Regions from separate parts of the Sus scrofa genome. Here region 1 is linked to region 2. The links are chromatin contacts, called in public Hi-C maps. All regions are on one chromosome and are shown on one strand. The core of a region is the stretch at or near the end of the contact, and the rest is flanking DNA. Distances in the headings are between cores, read along the strand shown.

Region 1 (6,078 bases), core at 2,940-5,439, 760 kb after region 2:
GATCACAAGATATAAACCATAAAAATGGAAAGCAAGCCAGAGAATAAATTCAGTGACATGGTGACATTTAACAGTCATTATTTAAAATGGAATAGGATCTAAATGTATTGAATCACACTGTATATCTTAAATTTACACAACTTTACATATCAAATATATCTCAAAAATAAGAATTTTTATACCAGTAAAGATATTGGAACATAAGAAAAATTCAATTACTCCAATTAATATATACTAACTAGGAGTTCCCATCGTGGATCAGCAGAAATGAATTCAACTAGGAACCATGAGCCATGAGTTTGCGGATTTGATCCCTGGCCTTGCTGCTCAGTGGGTTAAGATCCAACATTGCTGTGAGCTGTGGTGTAGATGGAAGATGCAGCTTGGATCTGTCATGGCTGTGGCTGTTGCATAGGCCAGCAGCTATAGCTCCAATTCAAACCCTATCCTGGGAACCTCCATATGCTGCAAGTGTGGCCCTAAAAAGAGAAAAAAAATACACACACACACACACACACACACACACAAACTAATCTTTTTATCACCAGCCTAACTTTAAATTATCTTTCTAACAACTGGATAAAAGCCCTACAAGATATAATCCTTACCTCTCTACTCCCCTGACCTCATGTTAACCTGAACCACAGTGGAATTAGTGATGAAAGGCACTCCATGTAAAGCCAGACACAATCATTTAATCACATTATTCTGAGTTATCCAGGAATATATGAAAACCTATCAGCTATTTTGATGTAATTAACTGAATTATTTATTCAACTGGTCCTCTTGACTTTGGTTATTGAAGCCCAGCCTGGAAACAAAGGAAAGTGAAATAACTGAGGGTGTCCATGATGTGAGTACCTTACGAGTTTAATTTTCATGACTACAGTCATTTACTTGAAAATCAGGATGAATCCATTCTCTTACTTAAAGTGGTTTTTATACAATTTTCACATCACTGCATTGATTCTTGTTTAGTGATATACTTCTTTCTGAAAATCATCAGTATTTCTTTGTTTCAACAGAAAATTACACCCACAAAATGACACAGGATAGATTCTTCTCACAGAATTATAGAATACCCCTTCATTTAATTGATTTCTTTATATCCACTCAATGCCAGGACATCTGCCCTAATCAATCAGAAATGCTAGTCTATTTATTCAATTAGCATTGTCCATCTTACAGAATTGTGTAAAAGGTTAATGAAACAAGGAAATTATCTTTAGGTTTTCCTTAATACTTTCTATGATAAGTCCTAGAAATGAGAGATTCTACTTCTAATTGGGAGGCAAAGTGGGAAACCTTAAGTAATTGGAACAATTCGGGTTAAAACTAAACTTAATTCCTTAAAAACTATTAATTTTACCCTAAAAATAGAACTATTTAAATGTAAAAAATAAAAATACAGACTTTAAAAGACGTCTTTACAAGACTGAATTTATTTGTGACTAAATTATTAGACAATTATTTTTTCAAGTGACTTCCATAAATGAAATTACCGAAGTTTATTTATGATCTTTCAAACAGAGAAGCTAAAGAATGCCATAATAATTTTCTACCCACTCCCTAACCACAGTTTGATGAGAACTTTAAAACAGAAAATAGAGCACTTAGAATCTATTTGTTTTAGAATTATAATTCAGGCTGAAAAAAAAAAAGAGCAAATTAAATTTCAGGTATTAATGTAAGAGAACAATATGAATGTTACCCTATTAACCTAAAAGTATATTTTATTCTGATCCAATAGAAAAATAAGATATATAAAATATTCTTGGGGCAAACTTCCAAAATCCATATATATCCCAACAAATACCACAGTCCCACAAATAACACCATTTATTTCCATGTAACTAAGACTACAGTGCCAAGACCAAAAGATGTATATTTGGGAATAAAACAATACTAAAAGCAGAAGTGGGAAAATTCAGCTTATTTTTATAAAATAGAAAATAGTATTATGCATCAAAAAAAGACAAAAAACAAAATAAAAATAAACAGAGAGCTCCTGAAACATTTCCATCAGTGATTTTAAAAGCTAGACAAAATAACATAGAATTTGTTTTTTGAACATAAGTTTCTCCACATATTTCAATGTGGCTTTACTTTGTTAGGAAAATACTATCCAGAAGTAACTTCTACTACATTTAACCTATACTAGAGCTATCATTTAGCCATCTAAGTTGGCCATTAATAAAGACCAAATTATCAATTAATTATCAACACAGCATTATAATTATACAATGCATAACACATATTTTCACTTAAGTTTTGCTTCTTAATCTAGAAGTTAAATATCTATGGACTTGAAGAAATTACATATAAAGACAAATTCAAGGAGGCTTTTAATGTTTATATAACAAAGCAAAAACTATGTGAATATACATGGAACTGCATAAATTTCTAGTCAATTTTTACATATTTATTGATACATGTAGCAGGTACTCACTAATTTTAAGAACATCATCTGTTAAGATATCTATCAAGTTTTTACTATGCAGAAAAAAGGTTATATATTATTGCCTTGAAATAACATAATTCAAAACTTTATCACAAATAAAACATATCAAAAATTTAAAACTATAATCACTACTTTTTTTTTTTTTTCTTTTTTACGGCCGCACCTGTGGCATATAGAAATTCCTAGGCCAGAGGTCAAATTGGAGCTGCAGCTGGGGCCTACGCTACAGTCACATCAACACCAGATCCAAACCACATCTGTGACCTACACTGCGGCTTGCAGCAACACCAGATCCTTAACCCACTAAGCAAGGCCAGAGATCAAACCCACATCCTCACAGACACTATGTCGGGTTCTTAACCCACTGAACCACAACAAAAACTCCTATAATTACTAATTTTTGATTTGAAAAACTTATGGTTTCCAAATGAGACAGGTTGAGGGGTGAGGGGATGCACTGAGGTTTTAGGATGGAAATGCTATAAAAATTTGGTTGTGATGATTGCTGTACATCTATAAATGTAATAAAGTTCATTAAGTAATTAAAAAAAAAGACTTTGCATTTGTATTTCCAAACATTTAGGCATAATTAAATCTGGTCCTCACCCCTTCTTTCAATTCTTCCTCGCCACCTAATTACTACCTCCATATATCCATAAGAAAACCAAGCTAGAGCCTGATGTGCCACAAACCCATCATACTAGTGTTCATTCCATTCTGCTGCCTTGAAAATCTGCTTTTTCCTTCACTTCCTGGAGGAGTTCCCCTCTATCATTCAACACCTATCTCCAATATTATCTCCTCTATAAAATCTTTTTTAGTTCCCCTAGTGTATGGGCTGGTTCTTCTGTGGTGTTAGAAAATTTTAAGTTGTGCCTTTTTCCTAAGTTACATTAAATGTTCCTAAAGAAAGGCTCTAGGAGTTCCCATCATGGCTCGGTGGTTAACGAATCCAACTAGGAACCATGAGGTTGCGGGTTTGATCCCTGGCCTTGCTCAGTGGGTTAAGGACCCAGCTTTGCCATGAGCTGTGGCATAGGCTGCAGAAGCGGCTTGGATCCCATGTTGCTGTGCTCTGGCATAGGCTGGCAGCTGCAGCTCCAATTAGACTCCTAGCCTGGGAACCTCCATGTGCCATGGGAGCGGCCCTAGAGGTTCTATCTTAATCCTCTTTGACCCTAGTATAGTATCTTTGAAAAGAGACAGGAAGGAAGATTTTAAAAAGAAAAATGAAAGTAGTTAATAACAAGTAATTCTACTTTTTTGGAAAATTAATTGGAAGCACAAGTTCTGTGTGGGTTAGAACCCTATAAACTATCATCACCATAAATCAGATTATTCGAAGGCTTTCAGATACAGTACTTAAATATGTGACACCACAACAGTGAGAAGGTACATAGGTGCTACACAAAGATCTGCCTTTATTACAGCTAATCTTTAGGAAAATAAAAGTTCAGAGTTATTATTAAATGATAATATCAGTGAGATTTAGTTTGGTTTTAAGAAAACTTGTATTATTAGAGTGAATAGCTTCCTAATTAAAGAATAGCTATACAAAGCTTACAGGAAAGGGAAGAAAATCATACGATTATTAAGAAGGGAGTTTAAAGCAAAATCCAACATTCATTTGGGGCACTGTTTCCCAGGAATGAGCTGCTACTCACTAGTGGGGTCAAAGACACTAGATGGTTCTCCAGAGGCCCTTTTCTATTCAAAAGGGCTTTCAAAATAAAGTGGGGGTAGAATAAGAGGCTAGGGAGCTGTTCCTTCGTGCACCAAATGCATTCTCAGAGTACAAACATCTGTTTCAGTTTACATACTTTTAAGTATGACTTTACACATGGAAATTAAACTTAGGCAACACGCCTGGGAAGCCTGTCTGCCAAAGAACTTCATGTACCATCAACAGCTGGAATTTGTATAGGTCTACATTCTACACAACATAATACTGTGAGCTACCAATGACCACATCTCAAACCTAAATGTCAAAGAACAGCTTCTAAAGCTCATAAAGTTTTTCTATTAGAGAAAAATAAGACAGTGATGGAAGAGGAATCTAATTTGAAAAAAATATAGAGGAGTTCTAGAACTTAAAGAGATGCTTTTGTAAATAAAGACATTAAAAGATCCAAAGATCTTTTTTAATGTTTCTATACTAAGAAATGTTCATTCCATAATATTCCAATAAGATTACCTATTAGTTAGATATTAAAAATATTTTTCAATGTGCTAATAGTATAATTATAATTTCTTGTAGGCCGAAGTAGAATATAAAACCTGCAAAAATAATGATGTATCTTTGGTGCCACCATGTGGTATATCTGTATTTTTACAGTGGTTGTGTGTGTGTGTGTGTGTGTGTGTGTGTGTGTGTGTGTGTGTGTGTGTGTGTGTGTGTGTGTATGTGTGTATGTAATAATGTTCATACCTAGTAAGTTATCATCAGTTCTCTGGCATGCTAATACTGTTAAATACGTTTAAAACATAGGGTCTGTTCCCAGATAATTTACATACTAATGAATCATCAACCAATATACAGTAACTAGGAACCCACAATGCAGGAAACATTGCATTATGATATCTAGAAGATCAATATACCGTCTTGCCCTCAGAGGGCATACATCTGTTAATATCAAAACAAAAAAAATCAAGTATTAATGTGAAACAACTCAAGAGCTATTATATAACTAGATCGCAATAAATGGTAAAGAAATGTTTTTAAGTGCTCTGATTGGAAAGTAAGAAGACAAATGAGAGTATTTGTGGAAGAGACTGAGAAGTTTTGAAGCTCTTAGGAAGGATTAGTTATGCAGAATGAAAATAAGAGGGCATTTCAGAAAACAATATTAAATAAAGGTACAGATCTAGAATCATCACGGAATGAATGCTAGGAGGTCTACACTCACAGTGAGGTTCATAGAGCCAAGAAAAATAATATACATTAGAAAAATAAGTTAGAACAAGTTGCATCAGTCTTTCATGGCCAGATAAGAAGCCTAGATTTTTGCCTATAGGTCATAAGGGATCATTGATTCAAAATATCATGCTTTTATTTCTCTCTGAGGATATAATCATATGAATGTCCGTGAGTTTACATGAAAATAATTTATTGCCCAAATGAGAATAATCACAAGCTCAGAACCTTTAATCCCTCACTCTGAGTAAGTAATTTGAGGTTACAGAGCCCTGAAACCAAAATCAACCAGTAAATCACTCCAGGCGGGTGGAAATTAATAAATAAATATTTTAAAGGATGACGACTGGGTCCAAGGAGATGTAAAACCTTATTTCTAATATTTTACTTAGATCTTCTGTTCTTAAGATGCTTGATTATACCATAACATAGTGATCACTTTGTGTGTCCATATTCCTCAACATGAGATCCTTAAATCCACTGTCTTAACTTTGTATCCCTAGGATCTAAGACATTGTCTTATATTAAATATTTAATGTTTGTTGAATTAGGAAACAAAATGCGTTATTAAAAAGATAAAATGGGAGTTCCCTTGACGCACAGCTCTTTAAGGATCTGGCATCACTGCTGCAGCTCAGGTCACTACTGTGCCTCAGGTTTGATCCCTGGCCTGGGAACTTCCACATGGTGCGGGCACAGGCAA
Region 2 (6,123 bases), core at 241-2,740:
CCTAGAACAGTGGTTTTCACATTGAAGCTTGCATCAGAATTTCCAGGAGAAGATATTAAAATAGATTGCTGGACCCTCCCCAGAGTTTTCTGATTCAGTAGAATTTGTTATTTATAACAACTTCTCAGATAATGCTGATAGTACTATTCCAGGGACCAAATTTTGAAAAATGCTGTCCTAGACCAATTCTCTAATAGTTATATTTTTAATCTTCTTTTAAAGTATCTGGCTTTTGCATTTTCTGTTCCCTTGACCTGACTTGCCTTCCCTCATGCATCTAGATGCATCACTGCCTTTTTGGTTGGTTTACACTTCACTTTATCAGTGAGGTCTCCACCCATCCTGTTTGAAATGGCCTAACTCACAGATGCACTCACATGCTTTGCACTTCTGTTCCTCTCTTCCTTCTTTCTCTCTCTCAAGTAATATATAATTCACTTATTTATATAACATTGCTTGTGTTTGGCTCCCTCCACTAAGGTGTAACATCTGTAAGGGCAGGCAGTTTGCTTTGTTTCCTTTTCTGCTGTATCCCCAATTCCTAAAATAGTACTTGATAAATAGTAAGGACCCAATAATTACTTCCTGGTGAATTTCCTCAACTTTATCTTCTAATATCCTTTTTACTTTTTAAGTTGCCTGCATCATATTTTTAATCTCGGTGAGTTCTTTGTTGTTCTCTAAATACTGCTTTTTATATTATCCTGTTTTTATCATGGATGAAATATATTTATATTGACTTTGGATTTTTAGTCATCTTTTTTTTGTCCCTGCTTTCTCTCTGATTCCTTCCTGCTCTACTGTGTTCCTGTTTCTTTGTTTTTCTCCCTATTTTTTTTGTGTGAGTAGCTTTCCTCAAGTATACACACATATGTGATACATTTTGCTGTTGAAGCCTGACTCAAAAGCTTGCTAGCAATTCTGTGTACCTGGGCTTGTCAGCTGGTAGCAGCAGCTCAGGTGGCCCATATATTTCATGTAGAAACCCCAGCGGTCAGCAAGCATTGTCCTTTGAGGGGAGGCACTTGCCCTAGGGAAGAATCCTGGTCTTTAGGGGCTTAGAGGGCTAACAGCCAGTCTTCTGGGAGACAGGCTGGGAAAGTGGTCCAGTGGGTGTTCAATTCTGCATGTGGACATTGGCTCTTTTTCTTTGTTTCAGTGGGATGCTTCGCCTCTGCTCTTAGTCAGGCTGAGCATTTCCACAACTCCCCTGGCCGTGTTTTTCCAGCTAGTTAACAGCTCTGTTGGGATGGGATGAATTAATCCCTTGGCCATGGCTTGATTCATTTCCATTTTTTCTTTCACTCTTTGGGCCCCAGGCAGAGTGGGAAAAAATGAAAACTAAAGTCCTACGACTAACCTGTACTGGGTACAAGCCTTTCGAGAGCACTTACGACAAGAGTATTTCAGTGTTTGTAAGTTTTGTATACTAGATTATATGTCCCTGAGTGGAAGTGTTTAAGCGTTTAACAGCGTGTTAAGCCAGTTTCTCCCAGAATTACACCCAGAGACTAAGATTTAGGGGCAAGTGATTTGTTGAGGGAGTGCCCCCAGGAGCAACAAGCAGGACAGAGCAGGGGAAGAAAGCCCCAGCCTCAGCCTGATTCTAAGGGAAGCTCTGCATCATGATATTATGCCTTAGAGTTTACCCCACTTTCAAGCAAAGGACCAGGCCTCTGTGCTTCCACACCAGTCATTGGCTCAGGAATGTTGATATGGAGGGAAGCAAAAAAACTTCCAGGCATTTCTAGCTCTCAAGACTGGCAAGGTTATCTCATTGCCTAAAGGGAAATCCTCTGAAGTCTTGGGTGTGAGCCATTACCAGCAAAGCCTGGGGAAGCTGGAAGATGTGCCCCAGCGGTGATAAAGAGGGTCCAAGGAAAGCTGAGCAGGCACCACCAGTATCCACTAAATTCTAGTGTCTTCCCGAAACAGTCATTACATAAAACAGTGGCATTCCCTCATAATTTTAAAGCACTTTGCAGTTTACAGGATTTTTTTTTCTCATCTCTTATTATAATTACTCTGCAGAGCAATTTTATAAGGGAGAAGAATAATCTTATCTTTATTTTTTAAGAGTCAAGTAAGGCAGAGATTGTGACTTTCTTAACATCTTCAGATTCTAAGCCTAGAGTTTATTCCAGCATGCTGCATCAGACTCAAGAGTCTTGCAGATACTTTATACAGACATGGAAGGCATAAAAATATGAACTTTTTAATCCAAGTATCATGACCTTTATAACTTAAAAATGCAGGAAATATTATAAGGAATAATCTGCTCCTCAGTTTTTTAAAGTATTTCCATTCAATTCATCCAACAGGACATAGAACATCTAGGTGGCAAAGTCCATATTAGATATCTTTTTAGTTTAGTTCTTACCATCATTCAAGGCTTCTCCCTGTGCTTTATTTTCAGACAGTTTAATTAAAGCCAGTGTGAAAGAAACGCATTAAAAGTTCCTGGAGCACTACAAGAAGTTGATTCATTTAGAATGTTCTTGGAGCTCTTCCATAATTTTCCCATATGGGCCTATTTACATGTAACACTAATGACTCATGACATTACTGCCAATGTACGAATATCTTTCCACAAATATTTCCAGTAACTTTTACAGTCTGTTATCAACAGATCACATACTTCTTTCTTGTAGTTCAAGAATCACTTATCAGTATAGGGTCTGCTTTTGCCTCCCTGTACCACTAACACTAGACCACCCACCAATGGGGAAATTCTCCGTGATATGATAAATTCAGGACATTGAGAACAGGAGTTTGCTCCATGGATTTACTCAGAACTAAATAGTGTCTATTGTGTTAGCTCTCCTTCTGTCACTTGAACCCTTTATCCTTTCTGGATGATCTGAAGCAGTGCTTTTCAAATCTGGTGGCATGTTAAAATCATCTGGGGAGGTTTAAAATACACAGATGCCCTGGCTCCTCCCCAGACTAATTAAACCAGAGTCCCAGGCACTGGTCTAAGTTTAAAGCTCCCATGTGATTGTATAATGCAGCCAAAGTTGAATACTTTGACCTGAAACAGAAGAAATGTAATGGGTCCATTGGTGTCAGGAATTGATTTAGCATCTCTTATATCTTAGTAGCAGTTTTTCAGTGTCTAAAAGCTGAGAATTTCTCCATTTATTTTGGTCTTTTTTTGCAAGCCTGGTAACCAACTTAAGGTCACAGTGGGGCAAACCAGTGCCTAATGATATATTACATCTAGACGAGGTAGCAGTTGTTTTGGCATAGTTTGCACATATAACAAAAAGAAGCTGTTGTACCTTATCAAATCTTAAGACTGAATCTTTTTGGCCTTAATGCTTCTGGGCTTCACTCTCTCTCCATGAGGTCATCGGAAAGGGATCAGCGTTATCGCCTGTATTTCCAGCTCACCATTTCTATCTACCTTCCACTATTCTCCTGACCTCTTACTATTTTCTCAGTCTGTACCTTAGACTTTAGTACCAGGAATCACCTGTGATGCTTTTAGAAATAGAACTCCCTAGCCCTACCCTTATTAGACCAAAGAATCTACGTTGTTCGTTTTAACCGACTATAGAGAGCCCATTTTGAAAAACAACTCTAATTTCTTTAGTTGTCATTGTTAGTTTTTCAAGAATGCAAGAAGGAATAAAATGCGATTTTAAAAAGATACCCTGACATTACTATTTTGCTCTCTTCCGTTTTGTGAGTTAACACATAAAAAAGACTCTACTCAATTATTTGATGCAAAGTGTATACAAATACATATTCATGCATATATCTATTTATATAAGAAGTGATGAATTCATGACTCACTTTGGTGTCATAATTGGTAGTATGTGACAAGAAAAAAAGTCTTTGGGAAATTATATATGCCTAGTGAATTTAATGATTATTTGCTATTTATATAGGAATATTCCATAAAATAAAATATCTGTATTTCAGTTCTAATTGGTCATAAACATTTCATTACACTAAAAACCTCCAATGATATTTTAAAACAATAAAATTATAGAGCATGTGTGTTTTATTTTTTTAATGTTCTTTAGCTTATAGCTTTAGTGGGTGATATATACCGGGTGTTAAAAAAAAGTGTGTATTTTTAAATTTTACATGTTATATGAATGTCCTAATTGGAAAACAAAGACATTGTAAATTGTATTAAACCACATTAATATCTCAAAATATACTATTGACAATTAAATAACATAAAAATTTATATGCTTTAAATTTTCAGAGAACAATTTTCAATTAATATGTTTTCAGTTTTAAATTTGAGATCATCCTTATTCCTTTGAACCCAGTAAAAAGCTACAAGTAAAATACTCAGGAAAAGTACGGGGTTTTTTTTTTGTTTGTTTGTTTGTTTGTTTTGCTTTTTAGCCCCTCACCCATGGCATATGGAGGTTCCTAGGCTAGGGGTCCAATCGGAGCTATAGCCACTGGCCTATGCCACAGCAACACCAGATCTGAGCCGCATCTGCAATCTACACCACAGCTCACGGCAACACTGGATCTTTAACCCACTGAGCAAAGCCAGGGGTTCCTAGTTAGATTCGTTTCTGCTGCACCCTGATGGGAACTCCAGGAAAAGTATGTTTTAAAAAAACTTTGATTAATAGGAATTGTATGTGTTTTTTTTGTTTTGTTTTGTTTTGTTTTGCTTTTTAGGGCTATACCTGCAGCATATGGAAGTTCCCAGGCTAGGGGTCTAATCAGAGCTGCAGCTGCCGCCGGCCTACACCACAGCCACAGCAACACCAGATCCAAGTTGTGTCTGCAACCTATGCAGAGTCTTTTTCACAGCTCGAAGCAAGGTGGGATCCTTAATGATTGAGCAAGGCCAGGGATTGAACCCGCATCCTCGTGGATACTAGCCAAGTTCGTTACAGCCGAGCACAGTGGGAACTCCTGTGTGTGATTAATATATTCACATTTTCATATAATATAAAAGAATGTAAATTAATAACTTTTTTAGGACCTCAATTTACATTAGTATCACATCATTCTGTTATTCCATGTTGTATATCAAAATGATTTAATAATGTATGATATAGTAAAGCATGTCTCACAAATGACCATTTTCAGTTTCTTGGAAGCACAGAAGTGGAGCAGCCCAAAGGAACAGAAGTTGTGAGAGATGCTGTAAGGAAACTAAAGGTAGGTCAAGCCCTCCAAATAAATGTCTAGTGTATTCAACTTTGATTACTTCTCTGAATGTGGCACACACTCTTTGTATTTTTTTAAGGTATAAGTTCCATACTCAACAAAAAAATGTAACAGCAGTATTTCCCAAGTGTCATTTAGTAGCTTGCCTTTACTTTGCTTGGATAATTTGGACTCATGCTCTAACTCAAAACCCAATAATGACAGAACTGTCTCTAATATTTAGAATATCATATCTACCAATTGAAAGTATAGAGCTAGAGGTAATTCCAAAGCAGAGTTTTGCAGTGACGTTGTATGTTAAGGATGTCCCAGCGGACAACTGCACAAGGATCTGGCCATGTCCATGAGCAGATATGAGGAACTTGTGAGACTAAGGACAAAAAAGGACATTTAAAGCAACTCCACATATTATTACCAAGTTTCCTGAGAAAATCTTATGAAAGCTGCCACACATCCTTTACATTTTTTTCTGATTGCATTCCATCCCAAAAGACATTGTTCCCACTGAGATATTAAGATTTGAAAAACTCCTTCAATGGAATTCTAATGTTTATCTCAGTAGGAAAATTTAACATAGCAATATTTATTAACACAGTTTATTGTTATTCTCTGTGGCTGCTATCAAAAATTTTGAGAAACAGCCTTTCTCTAACTATTCAGTTAGGGATCATCTAATTATTCCATAGTAGGACTGTGCCTAGCAATTATTGTATAGGAGGAATGGTGCCAGGCAAAGTCATAGACACTAAAAAGTATTACTTTGCTTTGAGAATGTTTACCAACTGGAATTTACTGAGTGTTTAAATTGAGAAAAAATTCATGTGGGTTGGCTTATTTTCTGGACAAAGAAATAAAAGTAGGTAATTTTTGTATCTATTTTTTATGTAAATATTTTATCTAATTTTACCTAATTTTTAATATTTTAAAAATAATTTATATATTTTATGTTTTACTTATTTTTAAGTAAATGTA

The links. A called contact is a pair of places that touch in the nucleus more often than the background predicts.
Region 1: a contact with region 2 is called in a Hi-C map of omental adipose tissue, with 3 times the contacts expected there. The contact joins two enhancer-like sites. A contact is called at or near these places in 1 of 5 promoter capture datasets (fetal skeletal muscle), 18 of 47 Hi-C or Micro-C datasets (alveolar macrophages, brain, embryonic fibroblasts and 10 more) and 1 of 2 datasets of contacts at active chromatin or transcription factors (skeletal muscle).

The regions. Positions count from the first base shown.
Region 1 is chr15:93,956,107-93,962,184 of Sscrofa11.1, forward strand. It overlaps a transcript of COL5A2 not described here. Among named protein-coding and RNA genes, the nearest start is that of WDR75, 22 kb to the right of the region's middle. Within about 2 kb of position 4,190, at least 26 of the 83 cell types and tissues checked have an H3K27ac peak or open chromatin away from gene starts, as enhancers often do. A contact at or near this core is called in omental adipose tissue, where this site is marked.
Region 2 is chr15:93,194,446-93,200,568 of Sscrofa11.1, forward strand. GULP1 (PTB domain-containing engulfment adapter protein 1) reads left to right here. Exons shown (of 12, transcript XM_021075382.1): 5 at 5,071-5,142. Among named protein-coding and RNA genes, the nearest start is that of GULP1, 210 kb to the left of the region's middle. Within about 2 kb of position 1,491, at least 5 of the 83 cell types and tissues checked have an H3K27ac peak or open chromatin away from gene starts, as enhancers often do. A contact at or near this core is called in omental adipose tissue, where this site is marked.